Regions from separate parts of the Mus musculus genome. Here region 1 is linked to region 2. The links are chromatin contacts, called in public promoter capture Hi-C maps. All regions are on one chromosome and are shown on one strand. The core of a region is the stretch at or near the end of the contact, and the rest is flanking DNA. Distances in the headings are between cores, read along the strand shown. Region 1 holds the start of Kif28 (kinesin family member 28). Region 2 overlaps Cnst (consortin, connexin sorting protein).

Evidence for each region. Promoter capture Hi-C pulls out the DNA fragments that hold promoters and counts their contacts.
Region 1: a contact with region 2 is called in a promoter capture Hi-C map of liver, with 2.1 times the contacts expected there. The contact joins the promoter of Kif28 here to the enhancer-like site in region 2. A contact is called at or near these places in 10 of 39 promoter capture datasets (the C10 cell line, the HPC-7 cell line, embryonic stem cells and 5 more), 2 of 484 Hi-C or Micro-C datasets (embryonic stem cells and hemogenic endothelial cells), 1 of 115 datasets of contacts at active chromatin or transcription factors (embryonic stem cells) and 3 of 9 other capture datasets (adipose tissue, liver and pancreatic islet).

The regions. Positions count from the first base shown.
Region 1 is chr1:179,743,425-179,747,754 of GRCm38.p6, forward strand. Kif28 (kinesin family member 28) reads right to left here and starts at 1,776. Exons shown (of 23, transcript NM_001370897.1): 1 at 1,693-1,776. The coding sequence starts at 1,776. It overlaps Ahctf1 (AT hook containing transcription factor 1), which reads right to left. Exons shown (of 36, transcript NM_026375.2): 35 at 3,756-3,832; 36 at 1,480-3,104. The coding sequence ends at 2,909.
Region 2 is chr1:179,606,391-179,611,015 of GRCm38.p6, forward strand. Cnst (consortin, connexin sorting protein) reads left to right here. Exons shown (of 11, transcript NM_146105.3): 8 at 47-143; 9 at 3,396-4,276. Among named protein-coding and RNA genes, the nearest start is that of Sccpdh, 60 kb to the right of the region's middle. Within about 2 kb of position 2,296, at least 10 of the 459 cell types and tissues checked have an H3K27ac peak or open chromatin away from gene starts, as enhancers often do. A contact at or near this core is called in liver, where this site is marked.

The DNA of each region.
Region 1 (4,330 bases), core at 526-3,025, 140 kb after region 2:
AACCTACACCTTCTCTTGGTCTCATGTACACTACCCGTACCTTAGCCAATACCATCTTGAGTGTTCCATATCATTAGATCCGTTGAACTGAACATTGTAGGTCTTGTCACACAGACCAACTATCACAAAGCAGAGTGCCTGAGAACCTGGTTTTCTTGCTTGCCAGCATGGCCTGTCTCTACTATATGTCTACACTATGCTAATCAGTGAAGATTAGAGTCGTTAAGGTGACACAGTAGGGACTGTGTATTCATCCATCATATGTACTCATGAGGGTACGAGCTGGTGGCATCAAGATTCAGGATCCTGGATATCTCAGACATTCCTTGGAGGTGAGTAGCAGGTAAAATCCTTTCAGTTCTTGACCTGGTATGTGTGTGTTTGCTTGCACAAGGGTTGCAAGGTACAAAGTGCAAACTTCTCATTTCCTGTATGGCAAAGATGTAATTTGCAGAACTCTCACATGATCGAAAGCTTCTCCTTCCACACCTAGTGTGATGACTGGGCCCACCACAGAGCTGATGGGAACGAGCCACATGGCATTAGCATAGTCTCACACTGGGACATTGCCTGCTCCAGGAGCTCTCTGTACCTCCTACCAGGGGGTGACAGTGAAGTTTGCTGCCACCTGCAGATGCATAAATTGGGCTCTCAGGCAAGGAGAGAATAGAACCCAAGTCTTTTGCAATAGCCAGTGCTCTTACACACTGCACCCTCTCCAGCTGCCTGGACACTTCTCTTTAGCTCTAGCACTTTCTAGCAGTCATAGAGTAACAAAACTTCACTGGTCACAGTGGGCAAAGACAAGCGTGCTATAATGGAAAGGGGGATAGCAGGTTCCACTGGGAACACACAGCACAGCTCTCTACCTCTGTGGCAAGCTTCTTACAGAACAGCATCCTCTCTGGAACCTGTGGAAGAGCTTAGTTCCAGTTCTTCTGACTTGAGTGGTATGCAGAGTGTGCCCATGTATGCTAGGTAGATGGGGCACAGCCAAGGGGAGGAGGCAGCCTTGCGCATGAGATCTCATGAGCAGTGTTTCCATAAAACTAACATGTAAGTGCACACTGGCACGTTCTCATTATGTGACTGAAGTCTGGTCAGGAACATGACTCTGCTACCTTAGCTTTCTATGTTGGGATCACTGACGTGTCCACATGTGGCAAGACTTACTTTTAAGATAAACATTTCTTGGTGTTTCATGTAGTGCAAGCTGGCCTTGAATGTACAACATAGCCAAGGATAAAAACTGAGCTTCTAGTAGGTTGCCTCGCCTCAAGCTGGCATTCCACACATCTCTGTGCCTCATTTCATAGAGTGCTGATGAGCTACCCTAGGGATTCATGCACGGTAGGCAAGCACACTTACCAACTGACATCTCTGCCCCACACCGACATGCAGTAAAAACAGACACCGCACATCTCTATTTAGCAAACTGCACTGGTTAAATAATTATTAACTTGACAGTATTTCTCTTGTCAGTTTTTTTTATTGTGCTACTTGTACCAAGGAATGAAATTAAATGTTTACTAAATTATGCTTAGAGCTTTTGTGAATCATTTGACAAATCCATTTAAATAAGTTTAATATTTCATAAATGACAAGCAGCTTAAATACAAATTCAGAAACTATTATTAAAAAATTAATAAAATCAGGCAGTAATTGTCAGCAAGGCAATGAGCATGGACTGACCTGGCTGAACGGCCGCACCCGGACGGCCACTCTCACACTGTCCGATCTCGGCACAGGCACTCTCCCCATTTTCTCATTATCCATGATGCTACTCGGTAGAAAAATAACACACAAAGCACACTGCTCACGAAAACATCCAAAGCTTAGCTGACAAAGTCTGCTTTTAGGTATCAATTATTAAGCGTCCATTCATTACACACTATCAATTACCTGTCATAAATTATTTGACAACACTTATTTATTGATGAACATCATGGCTTCCATCAGGCGCCATTACCAACGGTACACACGCTGCAGAAAAGAGGGTTCCTTTCCTCTTTTCCGACATCTGCTCACACTCTTCCATTCTCTGTAACCTGTGCCTGAGGTTCTGTGGCAGTTACCAGTTTAAAACCTGAATACTAGAGAGGCTCCTGTGACGAAGTCGCAAGCTCTTTCACAGCATGGGAAGTCTAAACCTTGTCGGCTCCTCTTCTCAGCAGCAGGCACACGTCGGTGCACTGTTTTATTTCTTTCTTCAATCCTTCCATGAGGTTGCTAGGAAGCAGTGAAACCGGTCAATCTAACCTGGATAATTAAGTCTCTGAACTGAGAGACAAGATAGTCCTTAAGTTACTGAAGAGAACTGCTAGCTAGGAAACCGATGCAGTACTGGAAAATTACTCATTTGAGGTAGATTACACAACATTTGTAAAACTACAAAAAGGCAAAATCACATGCCCACAATTCAAATTCAACACAGTATCAGGCAAAGCCCAATGAGCACAGGTACTGACCAGAGATCCGAGGAACAGCATCAAAGTGCATACATTATAAAACAGCAATGTTAAAAATAATCAATAGTTCATCGCCCTCATTTTAAGACAGTTCTAGTATCTTAACTGTAAAGAAAGGATATGAACATATGTCCAGTAGCATATAAAATTACAACTCAAACAGAAAGCTCCTCTCAAAAATCTACCAGACACACAGTGTACTTTACAGTAGTTTATTTAACCTCCCAATGATAAGTCATATTTACATTGATATAAACGCATCAAGTCGTATAAAACGCCTGCACTACAAGAACTGCACTCCATGTGGAGTTACTCATTTACTGCTTACAAAATTGTACAATTTATATAAAGTATTTCCATCCAAATTGGTGACTTTAATAATCCACACAAATACTGTTGACTTTTACAAACAGGTGCGTGTTAAAATCTTGGGCTAAAAATTACAGCATTTTCCTGCGTAAAATTTGCTTTGGAAAAGAAGATGGCTTCTTTCTGCCCCTTCCAAGAGTTTTTCCTGCTATTTCTGCAGTTTTTCTTGGCTTGCCGGTCTTTATTTCATCCACTGGACTCGCCAAGGGAGAAACCAGCTTAATTTCTACAGGAGGAGGTGACCAAGAACTTCCTTTTCCTGTGTTTCTGAAAGAAAGATACAGTCAAGTAGGAATGGGCACAAAGTGCTGTCTGGTCAAGTGCTTCTCTCGCAGAGACCTGGAGAGTGGACTTGCAGGCAGGGTTAAGGCCTCACCACCCACCGCGTCCCCATGTGTGCCGGGGGGCATACTCAGCCACAGATATGTCTAAAATTCTGCAGTTACAAGGATGGCCCACGTACCTATAGTCAGCTCATGGGATGAGAGCCAGCAGACCCACGAATTTATAAACAGTAGCAAGTGGCATGAACATATACAAAGGCAGTGTACATGTGAGCGGTGCCAACTGTGTCGCGTTGAAGGAATTTGTACTTTCATTTGTCAGCCAAGCCTAAGCACAGCCTGAGAGTCCTGCTACACAAAGGCATCTCACATGGACATATTTACCACACATGCAGTAATACTGCTAAGTAGTGAGACAGCTGTGGGACTTAAATTAATGAAGAGGTAGACTATCTTCTCTTCCAACCACGCCAAGTGGACAATAAACTGTATGTCTTCACTCTGTGGCGAATGTTAACTTCAAGTGCTGAACTCCACAATGTCAAGGCTAGGCTTGTGTGAGAAGTGGTCTCACCCTTTCTAGCACCCTCTTGGCTCCAGGGGATGAACGGAAGATGGGGCTAGTGCTGCTTACCTGCTTGCTCTTGTCTTCACAGTCCTGCTTCTTTTTGGTTTTTGTTCTATGATCTCTAATGGTTTAGGGTCACTCTCCTATGGGTTAGAAATTTAAAAATATAAATTGCTTAAGCAATTAAGAGTTTGATTTTCTAGACAGGGCTTCTCTATTTCTGTCTCTCTGTAGCCCTGGAACTCATTTTGTAGACCAGATTGACCTCAAACTCAGAGATCCACCTCCTCCTGCTTCCTGAGTTCCAGGATTAGAGGCACGCACCACTACCACCTGGCTGTAATCAAACATTTAAAGTACTGATTAAAAAAGTACCCTGCTCAGACAAGGAGTCAAGCATTGCTAACCCTCCTAGGTCCTACACAGAGCCCTCTGGCTCTCTGACAGAAACTTGATGGTCTAGACTAGAATGGTTCTCTCTCCTCAGCCCACACTGGCTGGACCTTGTTTTGTCAGCATTCACTCTACACTTCTACCAGCCACCCTCCTAACATGTCTTCAGCTCTGAGGCCAGGTTCTCTCTATCTTATAGGCATTGGGTCACCAAAGGTGGCTTTCTTCCTTCCTAGAATGCTTTCCAC
Region 2 (4,625 bases), core at 1,046-3,545:
CTCAAAAAAAGTCATGACTATCTTTTCCTCTTTAACAACTTTTTAGACAGCGCCTGTGGAACCGTCACCAGAGAGGAAAAGCCTTGCAAGGGCGATAATGTCTGAAGAGGCAGTGGGGACAGAAGCAGCAGCCAAAGAGCCAGGTCCGTGCAGAGAACACTAGAGAGGCTTACAGGAGCCCTGTCACCTGCAGCATTTTAAGTGTTACATGTGAAATGCTGGGTTGGAATTTTTTTTATTTAGGTTTTTGTACATATACTTTTAAAAAATAGAAAACCTACATTTCTATATGTATTTCTATTTTTAGATAACTAGAAGTAATAGAATATAAATTCTTTAAAATCTAAATATTTTCTCTAATGTCAGTATGGAAAACATAATATAAAATGATTATACAGAGTGGTCTGAAATAGCTTTGGTGTATTTAGATTCTTTCTTGTGTAAAAACAAACAACAAACAAACAAAAACAAACAAACAAAAAACCAAACTATTACTGAACAGATTAACCAGGTACCAACCTGTTCTGTAAGCCTAGCTAGGGAGAAGTTCTGTCTGGAGAACTTATAGAACGTTATCCTCTCTCCTTTGTTAGCTAACATACAGTGTGTGTGTGTGTGTGTGTGTGTGTGTGTGTGTGTGTGTGTGTGAGTGTATGAGTGTGTATATGCGTGTGTGTGTATGAGTGTGTGTTTGTGTGTGTGTGTATGGGTGGGTATGTATGTGAATGTGTGTCTGTGAGTGTGTGTATGTTAATGTGTGCGTGAGAGTGTGACTGTGTGTGAGAGAGACTGTATGAGTGTGTGTGTGTGTCTGTGACTATATAAGTGCATGTGCAAGCGGATGAATGAGTGTGACTCTGTGTGTGTGTGTGTGTATGTGTGTGTGACACTGCATGTGTGCTGTGAGAGTGTGACTGTGTGTGAGAGACACTGTATGAGTGAGTGTGTGTGTCTGTGACTATATAAGTGCATGTGCAAACGGATGTGTGTGTGTGTGTGTGTGTGTGTGTGTGTGTGTGTGTGTGACTGTGTGTGTGAGACATTGCATGTGTGCTGTGAGAGTGTGTGTGATTCATACCGCTTTGTGTGTATGTCTGTGACTATATAAGTGCATGTGCAAGCATATCAAACAGGCTTTGGGAAACATTTCTAAATGTATTTACAAAGCTTTAGAAGTAAATATTTTCAGGACATTTTTATCCTGATGATGATTTTATTATCAGTTTATATTATGAACCTTATGATTTGAACTGTTTTAAAGAGAGATGGCAGGCGTTCTGAGTGAGCCTCCCTGACAGTACAGATGTGACTGTTGCCATTCACTAGCCCTCTGCTCTACCAAAGCTCTTGTTAAGTCAGTTCCAAATCTTCATTCCCTTTTCTCTTATGACACAAATTAGGGATTTTGTTTTGTGTCAACCTCACACGCTTGTTTTTTTTTTTTTTCTGTCTTTTTTCTAGTAATTTTTTAAATGTCAGAAACCAGGGTAAAATAAGCTTTATTGCAACTTAATAGACACGGTGATGTGCACCTGTAATCCCAGAACCGAAAGGGGCAGGCAGGAGAACACGACTCAAAGTCGTCCTCTTAGTTACAGGGCGAGTTTAAGCCTGGCCTGGGCTGTAGAAGATCCTGTCCTGAGTCATGTCCACACACACACACACACACACACACACACACACACACACACACACACACACACATGCACCCAGTAAAGGGATGGACTCAGGAGTCACCCAGTTTGAGTGTGGCCGTGCCTCCACATTGTGTGCACTGGGAAGATTGCTGTTAGGAACCCTGTGTGTGAAGCGAAGCTTAGCACTGCATGCAGCCCAGCACCGGCCTGTCCTCTGCTGCGCTCTCTGTGGTACAGATGGGGAGACCGAGGCACCACAGTTAAGGCCATTTGTCTGGTGCTCTGGTTCTTAAGTTAAGCCTGGATCCTTGCTCTTCTAACTGAATACCTCATTTTTTGACTGAGTAAACGGTTGGGATTATCACTGGCTTCAACAATCCAAACAACAATATCCATCATGATCCTGGACAAAGAAGGGCATCTGGCCCCACCTCATCTTTAAGAGAGAATTGTCAGTGCTGTGGATGCCTTTCCAGTGTAGCTTGGGGCCCTGCACTCTGCATCTTTCTCTGTATTTTGTCCTTGTTATGTATTGTCCTTTCCCTTATGTGGAGATCCCCAGCCTTGGGGGTTAACAGACCAGGAATGTGCTGCCCGGTCTCATTGGACTTTATGACTGAGCTTGACCCATTTCCCACCTGGCTGTAGCCTTTCTTACTTTGACCTTTGCCCCATACCCTGCCTGATAGATGCCAATAAGCTTGGGCAAGGCTCACAACCCATGGGGACCTGCTGTCTTGCAGCCAAACCTTGGACTCTCCAGAGATGGCCACTTCTTCTCAGTGCTCTCTGATATCAGAAGTTGGGGGTCGGGAGCCAGGGACCGTGCAGAACTCTTCCGGTGCCGCCTCTGCATGACAGCGGAGTCTGCCAGGCCGTTTTGGCCTCTCCGGCATCTGAGACAGAACTTAGGAAATACCTGGTCTTGGGGCTGGACTGCTTAGATTGTCAGTTGGTAATTGAAGTTCTAGTAAACTAAAATTTAAAAGGAATAAAACTATTATTTTGTCTTACACTTTTGACTGTTTTTTGTGGAAATTATATATGCCCTCGTAGAATGTTTAGCTAACAAGATGAGAGGGCTTCTTTCTTGACCAATGGGCAAGTTCTGCTTTTTGTTTACATACAAGTTTTTTCTTTAAAAAGTATTGAGAGGTAGAAATTCAAACCTGTTTCTGCTTCTTGTCAGATGTATTCTCTGTAGTCCCCTCTGCGCCCATGTACTAGGAAGCTGCCTGTGCTCTGAAGGCACATTTTCAAAGGTGCTGTGTTCAGATTACAAGTCTAATCTGACAAACTCTCCTTCCTTCATTCTGAATAAACTTCGTCCTATTTACATCTTTATATTATTAGTAAGATTACCCAAATACTTACCCAATAATGGCATGCCTTAAGTAAGTAGAAGCTAAAAAAGTTTTCTGGTTTATTAGATTTTTAAAAAAAGAAAAATAATAAGTGTATTTATTTAAATATAAAAGACAAAAAATTCAGAATTTAAACTTTTTTATTTATAATGAGGACTGAATCATTCATTTACTTTAACATGCTTTTGAATAATCATTTTTCACTACATTAATACTATTTATTAACCACATGGCGTGTGTGTTCTGCCTAAGGACACTGCAGTGTAACAGACAGCATTTCTGTCTGAAAGGGTTAGAATAGTTTTGTGTCACACGTGTGCATGTGTTCCCCTCTACCTTTGTATGCAAAGCGTTGTTTGGAGTCCAAAAGCAGCTTATTTTTCTTCATATTCAGAGATTGAAACCTGTCCCAGCACGGATCCAAGTGGAGACCGGCATGAGGAGGAGCCCCAGGAGAGCAGCCCCGGCTGTCATCAGATGGAGTGGCAGACAGCTTCCCCCGAGCTTCCAGGGACTGCAGGAAAGGACCACACGGAGGAGCTGCCCAGCAGCACCAATGCCACACTGGACCTCCACACCCAGTCCCTGGAGACAGCCGGGAGCAGGTCAGGGCCAGCTGCTGCCTCGAATGCCTGCAAAGACAGCAGCTGCGTGCCGGCGCCTCCCACAGAGGACCACTGCGGTGTGGCCAGAGACCCTAAGGTGGCTCCTCCTAGTGAATCAGTGGCAGAGCAGAAGCTCTCCACCGGCGACGACGGTGCACTGCCTGGGTTGATTTCAGAGGGTAAATATTCACAGGCACACCGAAAAGAACTCTGCCTTCCTCTGCAGGACGCATTTGAAGCGCTGCCCAGGGACCAGCCTCACAGCAGTGAGGTAGCTGAGCCGCGGCAGCCTGATGTCACGGCCAGTGATGGGAAATCAGCACAGAGTCAGGCTGGCTTGGAGACTGGTCCTGAGAGTGCACTCTGTGGTGACAGGAAAGCCTGTGACGTAAGCACACTGTGTCTGGAAGTGTGTATGGCCCCAGAAGAAAGGCGGGACAGTGAAGACCGAGTGAGTAAGGAAACGGAAGACTATCTGCACAGCCTTTTGGAGAGATGCTTGAAGGATGCTGAAGATTCCCTGTCCTACGAGGACATCCAGGACGACGACTCTGACCTCCTCCAAGACCTCTCTCCTGAAGAAGCGTCCTACAGTCTCCAGGAGGATCTGCCTCCTGACGAGAGCACGCTCTCCCTTGATGATCTGGCCAAGAAGATAGAGATCGCAGAGGTAAATCGGGGATGAAGAGCAGGGAGAGTAAGGTGCAATCTCATGTGCAAATCCTGCTCTGGTTCTAAGCTTAAGGGGACAATTCCATTAACATCAACATTAATTATTGAATGACTTGTGTGTTGTTAAATCAGATGGCATTCAGTCACTGCAGTGCTTACAGTTTAGGAAGCTACGTTGTCTGCCTCTAGACAGAGGCAAGAGGCACGGCTACCAACGCCATATTTCTTTTTCAACCTTGTGAGTTAGCATTCTCAGGGGCTCAGATGAAGACAAGATTGGGCACACTCGAGTAAGGAAGCCTTTCTCCTCGTATCCCCAGGGAATAAGATGATGTGTGTGTGTTCAC